2 separate regions of the Pan troglodytes genome follow, and region 2 is linked to region 1. The links are chromatin contacts, called in public Hi-C maps. All regions are on one chromosome and are shown on one strand. The core of a region is the stretch at or near the end of the contact, and the rest is flanking DNA. Distances in the headings are between cores, read along the strand shown.

The links. Hi-C and Micro-C count contacts between places; a contact is called where the count stands out from the background.
Region 2: a contact with region 1 is called in a Hi-C map of induced pluripotent stem cells, with 1.9 times the contacts expected there. The contact joins two enhancer-like sites. A contact is called at or near these places in 1 of 7 Hi-C or Micro-C datasets (induced pluripotent stem cells) and 1 of 1 other capture datasets (stem cell-derived neural stem cells).

What each region holds. Positions count from the first base shown.
Region 1 is chr9:23,965,103-23,970,018 of NHGRI_mPanTro3-v2.0_pri, reverse strand. It overlaps NAV2 (neuron navigator 2), which reads right to left. Exons shown (of 39, transcript XM_508328.8): 8 at 4,676-4,916. Among named protein-coding and RNA genes, the nearest start is that of DBX1, 230 kb to the left of the region's middle. Within about 2 kb of position 3,323, at least 11 of the 24 cell types and tissues checked have an H3K27ac peak or open chromatin away from gene starts, as enhancers often do. A contact at or near this core is called in induced pluripotent stem cells, where this site is marked.
Region 2 is chr9:24,138,729-24,143,115 of NHGRI_mPanTro3-v2.0_pri, reverse strand. The region is part of intron 37 of NAV2 (neuron navigator 2); the gene reads right to left. Among named protein-coding and RNA genes, the nearest start is that of DBX1, 53 kb to the left of the region's middle. Within about 2 kb of position 1,520, at least 7 of the 24 cell types and tissues checked have an H3K27ac peak or open chromatin away from gene starts, as enhancers often do. A contact at or near this core is called in induced pluripotent stem cells, where this site is marked.

The DNA of each region.
Region 1 (4,916 bases), core at 2,074-4,573:
TTACACTCAGATGCATGACCCTGCATGTAACATTATTAACGCACTGGCATGCTGAACTAATTCAACCGATTTCACTACCTGTGAAGAAAACGTTTGCCCAGAATGAGAATGGACCACGGGGGATGTACTGATAAACCTCAAGTCATCCAACTGTTCTTCCCTCCTTTGTTCTTCCTACTGAGGCCATCGTTCTCAATTCTCTTATCTTTACCTTTAAAGGATTTCATAATCCCTGTGCTCCTTTCACCTCCAGCCAGGGTCCAAGCCCTCATCATCTCTGCTGAGGCCTTATGAGTACTTTGAAACAGGTACCTCACACCTAGAGGTTGCAAATGGCAGCCTGGTGTGGAAACCAGCCCAACTTATTCCTACTGGTCTGCATAATATTTTAAAGTTTTAAAATTAGTTCAACATTTAAAAATCGGGATATTTCACAATAAATATCTGAATTTCTGCCTTCGTCCAGTAAAAACAATAAAGCCTGGAAAGGACTGTCTTTGTTATTGCAGATCGCCACCTGCTGGTGCCAAGTGGTGGCTGCACCCTCTAAAGAGGCGTGGCTCCCTCTGCCACAGCCCCACTCACCCTGAGCCACCCATCTAGATGACCATTTAGAGGCCAATTAGGCATCTGAATCTGTGATCTCCATTCTACACTCTTCCTAAGTTTGGTCTACTCCCCACACGATCCTTCATTGACTTTTGTAATACTGACGTGATGACATCACTGTCTTCAGTGGTTTCCATTACCCACAGAATAAGGTCTAAACTCATTGTGGTAGATGATGGCCACATTCTTCCTTTATTTCCAGCCCCATCTCCTGCCTTTCTAACCCTTTACATACAACTCTACTATGCTGCACCCACATGTGGCTTCTCTCCACATGGCTTTAACAGGTTTATCTTTGCAGTAACTGCAACCTCTCTGCCTAAAGGCCCTTCTCCTCCTTCCTTAGTTTGCTGCTAATCTGTCTTTAAGATGCAGCTTCCATGTCATCTTTTCCTGAGAGCTTTCCCTGACTCCTTGCCAGGAGTTCCTATAGCACTCTCCTTATTCTCTTGTTGGCTAAAATGTGATCCTATAGCACTCTCCTTAGTCTCCTGTTGGCGAAAATGTAAATCTTTCCTCAACTAGATTGAGAGCTCTTCAGAGGCAAAGGTTAGTTCAAGTTCATATGCTGCACAGGCAACACAAGAAGGGTGTGTTGACTGGATAAATAAGAAATGTTTAAGTCTCAGAAGATGCTAGGTACTAGAAGGAACATTAGACTTGGAAGTCTAAATATTCGACTAGCTCCAGGTCTAAGATCTATAACTTGTTAGCCATGCAAAATTTGAGTTGTCACTTCACCTCTTTGAATCTCAGCATCCTCATCTGTACAATGGGGATAATAATAGCAATCTCCTCTGGTTCTATAAAAATGAAAGGTGATGTGACACACAACTCTTAGTAAACTATAAAGTGATAAAGTGATAGATGAATCCACTGTTACTTCTGAATTGATAAATATAATTCATTCTGAGTGATTTTTTAAAAAATGACCCATCTTCCCTTTACTCCTTGCTAACAACTTTAACATGGAGAGGTTTTGGTGGGGGTGGGGGGGAGCAATTATAAGTTATATATAGTGAACCATAAGCTTGAGGGAGAGAATTTTAGAGCAGAAAAGGAGAATAAACCATTTTATAGAATCTAATCTAATCCAATCTTCTCATTTTCCAGATGAAGACAATAAAGATAAAGTGATTTAGAGTCAAGACTGGTGGTTAAGAGCCTGGTCTCACTAGTTAGACAGACTTGGCTTTTTGGTTTGTTTGTTTTTGAGACAGTCTCGTTCTGTTGCCCAGGCTGGTGTGCAGTGGCGTGATCATGGCTCACTGCAACCTCCGCTTCCGAGGTTCAAGGGATTCTCATGCCTCAGCCTCCGGAGTAGTTGGGACTACAGGCGTGCACCACCTCGCCAGGCTAATTTTTGTATTTTTAGTAGAGATAGGGTTTCACCATGTTGGCCAGGCTGGTCTTGAACTCCTGACCTCAAGTGATCTGCCCACCTTGACCTTCCAAAGTGCTGGGATTTCAGGTGTAAGCCACCATGCCCAGCCCACACCTGGTTTTAAACATGAGCCCCTCTAGTCTAGTTCTGTGACTTGGGGCAAATTGCTTAATTACCTCTAAGCTGCTAGCTCATGGAGGTGTGGGAAGAATGAAGTGAGCTAAGATGTGGAAAGCCCTTAGCGGACTCTCTACCCACACTCGATCAATACCTGTTCCTGCAGCCAGTGCCTAAGACCTCAGAGGGCACCAAGGGCTGATAAAGGACAGGGCCCAGGTGTCCTGATTCGTATCCTGGTGCTCTTATTTCCAGCGTCACTTCCCAGACTCCCCTAAAGATGAAGGCAACTCAGAGGGGACAGAAGGACGTTAGTTACCCAGAGTGGGCATTAACGTAAAAATGGGGCTAGTCAGATCCACATCATAGACGTTTTCCTCTTCCTCCTGTCAGACATTTGCTCTTTATCATTAAGACTTTTTCTTCTGATAGAAAAGCTGGAAATAAAAAAAGGTTATATCTTTTATAATCTTTCAAATGATTATAGCAAACAACAAAAAAAGAAGGAATGGGATTGATGGTGATCAAAGACTGTGATATTTTAATTTTGAAAATGCAAATTGAGAAGCTGTGAATCCTGAATATGTATTACCTTAAGACTAATAATGCTATTGGAATTATAAAAATTTCATATGGAGCTATTTAGTTGCCTCCACACTTCAGAGAACAGTTCATGGCTGGGCGCAGTGGCTCATGCCTGTAATCCTAGCACTTTAGGAGGCCGAGGAGGGTGGACTGCCTGAGCTCAGGAGTTCAAGACCAGCCTGGACAACATGGTGAAATCCTGTCTGTATTAAAATTAAAAAAAAAAAAAAAATTAGCCAGGCATGGCGGCATGCACCTGTAGTCCCAGCTGCTCAGGAGAGGCTGAGGCAGAAGAATTGCTTGTACCTGGGAGGCAGAGGTTGCAGTGAGCTGAGATGGTGCCACTGCACTCCAGCCATGGCGATAGAGCGACACTCCATCTCAAAAAAAAAAAAAAAACCAGAAACAAAACAAAACAAAACAAAACAAAAGCCGTGTATGTAGACCAGCTGAGTCATTATCTAAGCCCTGGTGCTCTTCTCAGGATTGTGAGCTGAGCTGATGACTTGATTCAATAAAATGAGACCTCCCAATTAAAAAGATTGGTATGACCCTCACTGAAGGAGAATGCAAGCAGAACAAAAGGAAGGAGTGCAATGCCTGACATTCCTTTGCTGGCCTGGTGCTGGCTGGCTTTCCTTTGAAAGCACTTAAGCCAGTCCCTCCACCAGCTATTGGCAGGAACTGTAACAGAGACCTCTAGAACACAGTTCAGGAGGAAAGAGGGAATATCGAATTCTTTGGGGAATCATACAAACATAGCAAGCTGAAAGTCTGGGCATGCACCTATGCACCTGAACAGGTATGTAAATACGTGTATGCACATATGCCTTTGCATTTTATGTATGAATGTATACTTGTGTCCATGCTTATACGTGACTTTTAATGTGTGTCCACATGTATGGCTGTATGAGTGTGAGTGTACAGCTGTGCATATATATGCACTTGAGGTACAACTGTAAAATACGTGTCTAGAATGTGACACTTGATCATTAATCCTCTTTTGTGTGTACAAGTATTAGTTATCCAATTGTGCAGTGTGGCCAAATGCACTGCTCATCTCCAGCACAGGATCGAATCAGGCACTGTCAGTGAAAGCTCTGGGAATTATAAGAACTTTAAGGGCAGGGGCTGGGGAGCTTCCATCTGCCTGGAGTGGACTCATCCATGTGTATGACATGGCCCCTGAAGCCCATGTGCCTCATTCAGTAAGGGGTGTGGTGTAGCCTGAGCAATGAGCAATGTCACTGACCAGAATCACACGGAGCAGCAGCACCACTGTGTGGACTGGCTCCACACAGCCTCCCATGGTCCTGAGGATGTGCCATCAAAGAGACAGGGGCTAGGGGACAGATAAGGACAGAAGGATCCATCCATTGCCACAAACACCCAGGCTTATGTCCTCAGAACATGAGCTCTTCTGTACTTCTAGAACCAGCCCCTCCCCTACCATTACTCTTCTCCCCAATGTCCCTCTCCCTTCAGAAAGCCCCAGCACTCAGCAGGGACTGTGAGGATCTGGATGTTCAAGGCAATCCCTGCTATAAGAAATCTTAGTTATTGAGCCAGGTGTTTATTATTTATTTTTTAAGTATGTTGGGATGTGTTAGGACTAATGCTGGGGACTGTCGGGTGACACCAAACCGCCCCCACCCTCATATTTAGGCCTTCATGCTTTCTGCTCAGGGAAGCTGCTACTACAAGGCCTGGGGTCCCCACATTCCTATGCATCCTGGGATCAGCTCACATTTTACTTCCCTTCTTCAGCTTTCTCTGTTCCTTCCCCAACCTGTGCTGTATGAACTGCTCCCTGGAGCACATTGTGTCTGCTTCTCTTAGGAGTTTATCACATGGTTTCTTAGCTATTGACTTAAGTATTCCTGGAGCACAGTCTAGCTCCTGCCCTTACAGACCCGGAATCCACTATAAAGGAACTTTTACCCAATGTCCCAGGCAGCACAGGTGGGTGGCAGCTCCTACCTGTACAGGAAAGGTGCAACCGTGGCAGTGTTGGGATGGTTGTATTGCTGCTGGGGCTGAGGTAGCTGAACACTGACGGTATTGCTTCCTGTGGTCTGGGTGGTCCCGACGGACCCACTGACAGTCTGGCTGCTGATGCTGTGGTTCAGGGTGGTCCCTCCTGGGCCTTTTCCTTCTGAGGACGCCAGGCTGGAAGAGGAACTGGAGTGTCTGCCGTCCAGCTGGGGCTTCTGCTGGGGGA
Region 2 (4,387 bases), core at 271-2,770, 170 kb before region 1:
GGGAAGCTGCCCACCCTGCCCCTTCTCAGATGGGCCCATCTCTCTGTATTCGTGGCTATCACCCCCTCTGCTTAAGTCATGCAGCCTCCTATGACTCATTGCCTTCCCAGACACCAGCACTCCTCCCGTCCTGCGCTCTGGCCCAGTCTGTTGCTAAGTCTTCCTTAACCTGGGGCAGGAGTGAGTCTCAGGCCTAGGAGCTCAGTCTGGCATTTGAAAGGCAATTATTGTGTGAGCAGGAAGGAATCGTGTGAGGGGCATGAGTTTGTGTGTATGTGGGCATGTGTCTCAGGGCAGAAGAGAATGCAAAAGTGGGATATTTGGAGCAGAAGAAGGCTGCTCCACATTAGAACCATTTGTGCAATTTTGAGAAGTTTCTCCCTCTGAGGTCTTTCCCTGTGGAAACTGGGCTGCATTTCCCAAGCCAGACCTCACATGAGGCTGAACCAAACCCTCACAGCTACTGCTTCTGTGACAGCTACTGCTTCTGTCTCCACTCTACAGCCTGGATGAGGACATGCTCAGGGCTGCAGAATCACAGAGGCTAGAACTCCTGGAGCTGAACATGTCCTCAGAGATTATCTGGCACCATGGTTTTCAAACATTTGCTCTTCATCTCTGGTCCTCAACTGAGTAGACTGGGGAACTTTTGGGCTTCATAGAAACCAGCCTGAAAAAACACTCTTCCAGTCCAAACTTGTCAATTTATAGATGGAGAACCCAAGGCCAAGAGACGGGAGACCTGTCTGGGGTCTCAGAGCAGGCTGGACAATCCGATAAATGGCCCCACACTCACTCTGCACTGTTCCTGTTCCCTGCAGGCACCAAGCCTGCCCTGGGCACAGAGAAAGGTCTTTTGAGTTACCCTGCAGACTTTAGACACTTTGGCAAGTGTTTCCAATGACAGCTCCAAAGGGAAGCAGGGCTCAGGACTGAGTCATAAGACAAATGCGCATTAGGTACAAGTTAACATCATCTGCAAGAACAGAAAATATTTTTACAAGCCTCCTCACTTGTCACTGGACATGTTCAAGTCTGGGTGATGAATGGCTGGGTAAGTACTGTGGTAAGCAAAGGAAACATCATAAAGCTCCTCAGCTCCACTGCAGGCCCCGAGGGCAGCAGCAGAGACATCTGGACAGACAGACACAGAGGGGAGGACATTCACTTTCCCTAAGGCAGGAGAAGGAAACTGGCATCCCCACTGGGTCAGGAAAAATGGGAGCAGGACAACAGGGAGCTGAGACATTGAAAACTAAAACCTGGGCCACTGTGAGCCTTCTGACTGTGGGATGCAGGGGGCTCCTGGGAGGGTGTGCACATCACAGAAGGATGCATCGGCTGCACATTCAGGAAGGTCCTCCAAGCAGTTCCACAAGTGCATCTGCACATACACGCCCTTGCAGTGCTACCTTATGCTCACTAGAGGGCGATATCATGTTTCCTCCTGGCATGGGTGTACCTGTGGGAGGGGCTACCTGGAAGCCATCCTCATCCCCTGATGACAGCAGGTCTCCTTACGTTCCCACCAAATCCATACTACCATGGGCAGCCCTCCATCCCAGCTCCTGGTGCACGGTAGCCCTGTCAGAACCCATTCTAGGGACTCCACCTGTTCTCAGCCTAGAACCTCACTCTGAACTGCAATGTGCTCACTTCATGGCCACTTACCCGGGTTAGGTGAGGGGCAGGTGACCCTAGAGTAGGTGTGGACTCAAAGTAACACAAAGGAGAGTAGGGAATTTTAATTTTTTAAAAATAAAGGAATCCTTTTGTCAAATGAAATCATAGGGAGAACTCCACTCTATAAAATTCAGTATTTGGTTCCCCAAGCCACCTGTGGCTTCTCAGTGGAGTGATGGGTGTCCTCAGGATAGCCTGAAAATAACAGAAGTAGCCAAGGGGCCAGCTAGTCCTGGGCACCAACACGCACTCCACCATACCCTGCTGAGTGGACATGGTACGGGGCAAGAACGTCCGTGAGCCTCAGTTTCCTCATCTGTTAAGAGACTCACTGGGCTGTCAGAACTAAATGAGATCATGCACGTCGGGCCCCTAATGGTGCCTGGCAAGTAGCAGGCCCTCAAAAAACATCACCAAATGTTCCTTCAAAACCAGAGGCATGAAGAACACAGCAAGCTTCCCCAGGAATCCGCAGAGTCTATACAGTCTCCTGGGCTGATCAGGATGGCGAGGTCACAAGTTTGGGGCATAGTGACTCACTTTTGAGCCACTTAGTGGGATGCAAACTCTGGCCGCCTCCCTTTGCAGCTCCACACTCTTGAAAGACTAACCTTCAAATGACCTCTAAGCACAAAGCAGTGATGACTTTTCCTGCCTCACACTGAACTAGTGAGTCTTGAGATTGAAGCATGTCTCTGCTCTCTGCCCCAGATGGCTGGGGCCTCACTTTCCCATGGTGGGAAGGACGCCCAATGATCCTCTATGATCAGCTCCATCAGCAACCTCTCCTAGGTGGGAAGGGGAGTTCCTTTCCAGCCATGCCCAGAAAGCCTTCCTTTAGGTTCAGGTCCAAAGGAGCAGGGCCTTGGCACCGCCAACCACTGTTAACCAGTGAGGGGCTTGCTCAAGTGCAGCACAAGGCTGGAGCACAGACAGGCTCCCTGCTTCCTGGTTAATGCCTTCCAGGGCAGGGGAGGCCTTTATTCAGCAGAGCCCGTGAGTTCTTCCCAGTGACTCTGAGGTTCACTCCCCTTCCTACACCAGAAGACCACATTTAGAGCAAAGATGAAGCAAATGGGAGAAGGTGAGGTGGAATCAGGGGCAAACAGTCCACCTCATCTGCCTGCAATTCTCTTTGCTTTTCTTAAGCAGCTTGGGTTTCCCAGAGGTGCTGGGCATATCACACTCCCTGGAAGCCATCAATGAGAACAGAGGAGAGAGCCTTCTGAAATGAGACAGACTGCAAGAATCCAGCAGGTAGGAGATGCTTCCACTGGTCCCAAAATAGGAATGACTGAGTGGTTGTTTGGGTCTGTGGTCTTAACAAAACCATTTGATTAAGGACTAAATTATGGTCAATTTATCCACGCCAGTGACTTTACCTACCTAGGGAGGTTCCACTGCAAAGATCCAAAATCATTCATACCTTCTTGTATGAAAGCAACAGTTGATAGAGCTCTGCTAACCAATGATTTTAGGCTGGCCAAAAGTTGCCTAATTTCTTGCTTTTTTCCTGCTTTCACAATACACTTTATTAAATATGCTGACTTGAATTTGCAATGCGCATGCTCCAGTTTAGTGAAATACATCACAAGAGGCAAAATACTTTCCTTTTCAAGCTCTCTTTGTCCTGAATGCCTCTGAAGACCATCATTGCTGCTATAAATCATAGATAGAAAATAGTTGAATACTCCTCAGTTCAGCCCTATACAGAAATGACAAACACTGACTGCAGCCATTAACTTGCATTTGTCACACACGTGCCTGTGGGTGCACACCAGTCCCTGCACCCTCCACAGGCCTATGATAGCATCTTGTGTCTCCCACTGTCCAGTACCAAGGAAACAAAGAAACTCTTGGAAACCTGGCTACCAAACTGGTTTCTGGATTATTCAGCCACATGTGATGTCTGCTGATTACTCACTGTGAGTGTTAAAAGCCTACAGAACTTCTTAGGCTGCCTCCAGGCTCAACAATAAAACTATCCCAAGTTCCAAATTAATGGTAAGCTTCCAGTTAAACCCTGGGTCAAGTGAGAAGTAAAGAATTTTTGCTTTCCGGGCTGGGCACAGTGGCTCATGCCTGTAATCCCAGTACTTTGGGAGGCCAAGGTGGGTGAATTGCTTGAGGCCAGAAGTTCAAGACCAGCCTGGCCAACATGGTGAAACACCGTATCTACTAAAATCCAAAAAAAAAAAAAAAAAAAGCCAGGTGTGGTAGCACACGCCTGTAATCCCAGCTACTTGGGAGGCTGAGGCACGAGAACTGCTTGAACCCAGGAGGTGGAGGTTGCAGTGAGCTGAGATTGTGCCACTGTACTCCAGTCTGGGTGACAGAACAAGACTCTGTCTAAAAAAAAATAAAAAGAATTTGTGCTTTCCAACTGCTGCCAGGCAGGAGGAACTGGCAGCCTTATGGGCCCCAAAGTTCCTAAGAGGGTAGGGGTGCTGATGTCAGGGAAAGAATGCCACCAGCCTCAGGGCTAAGAACCTGGGATTTGACCCAGAAGGCATGGATTCAAATCCCAGACCTTTCAAGCTTCCCTTTTATAACCTTAAGCACATAATTTGTTCTCTTTGAGCCTCATTTTTTCTCTTAAAAATGGAGTAAAAAACCAAATTTCTGTCCAAGTTCCAGGACTAATCCAAGGCTTAACCCAAAAGGCAGATAGGAGAATATTTTGCAAACTGTGAAGTACTACACA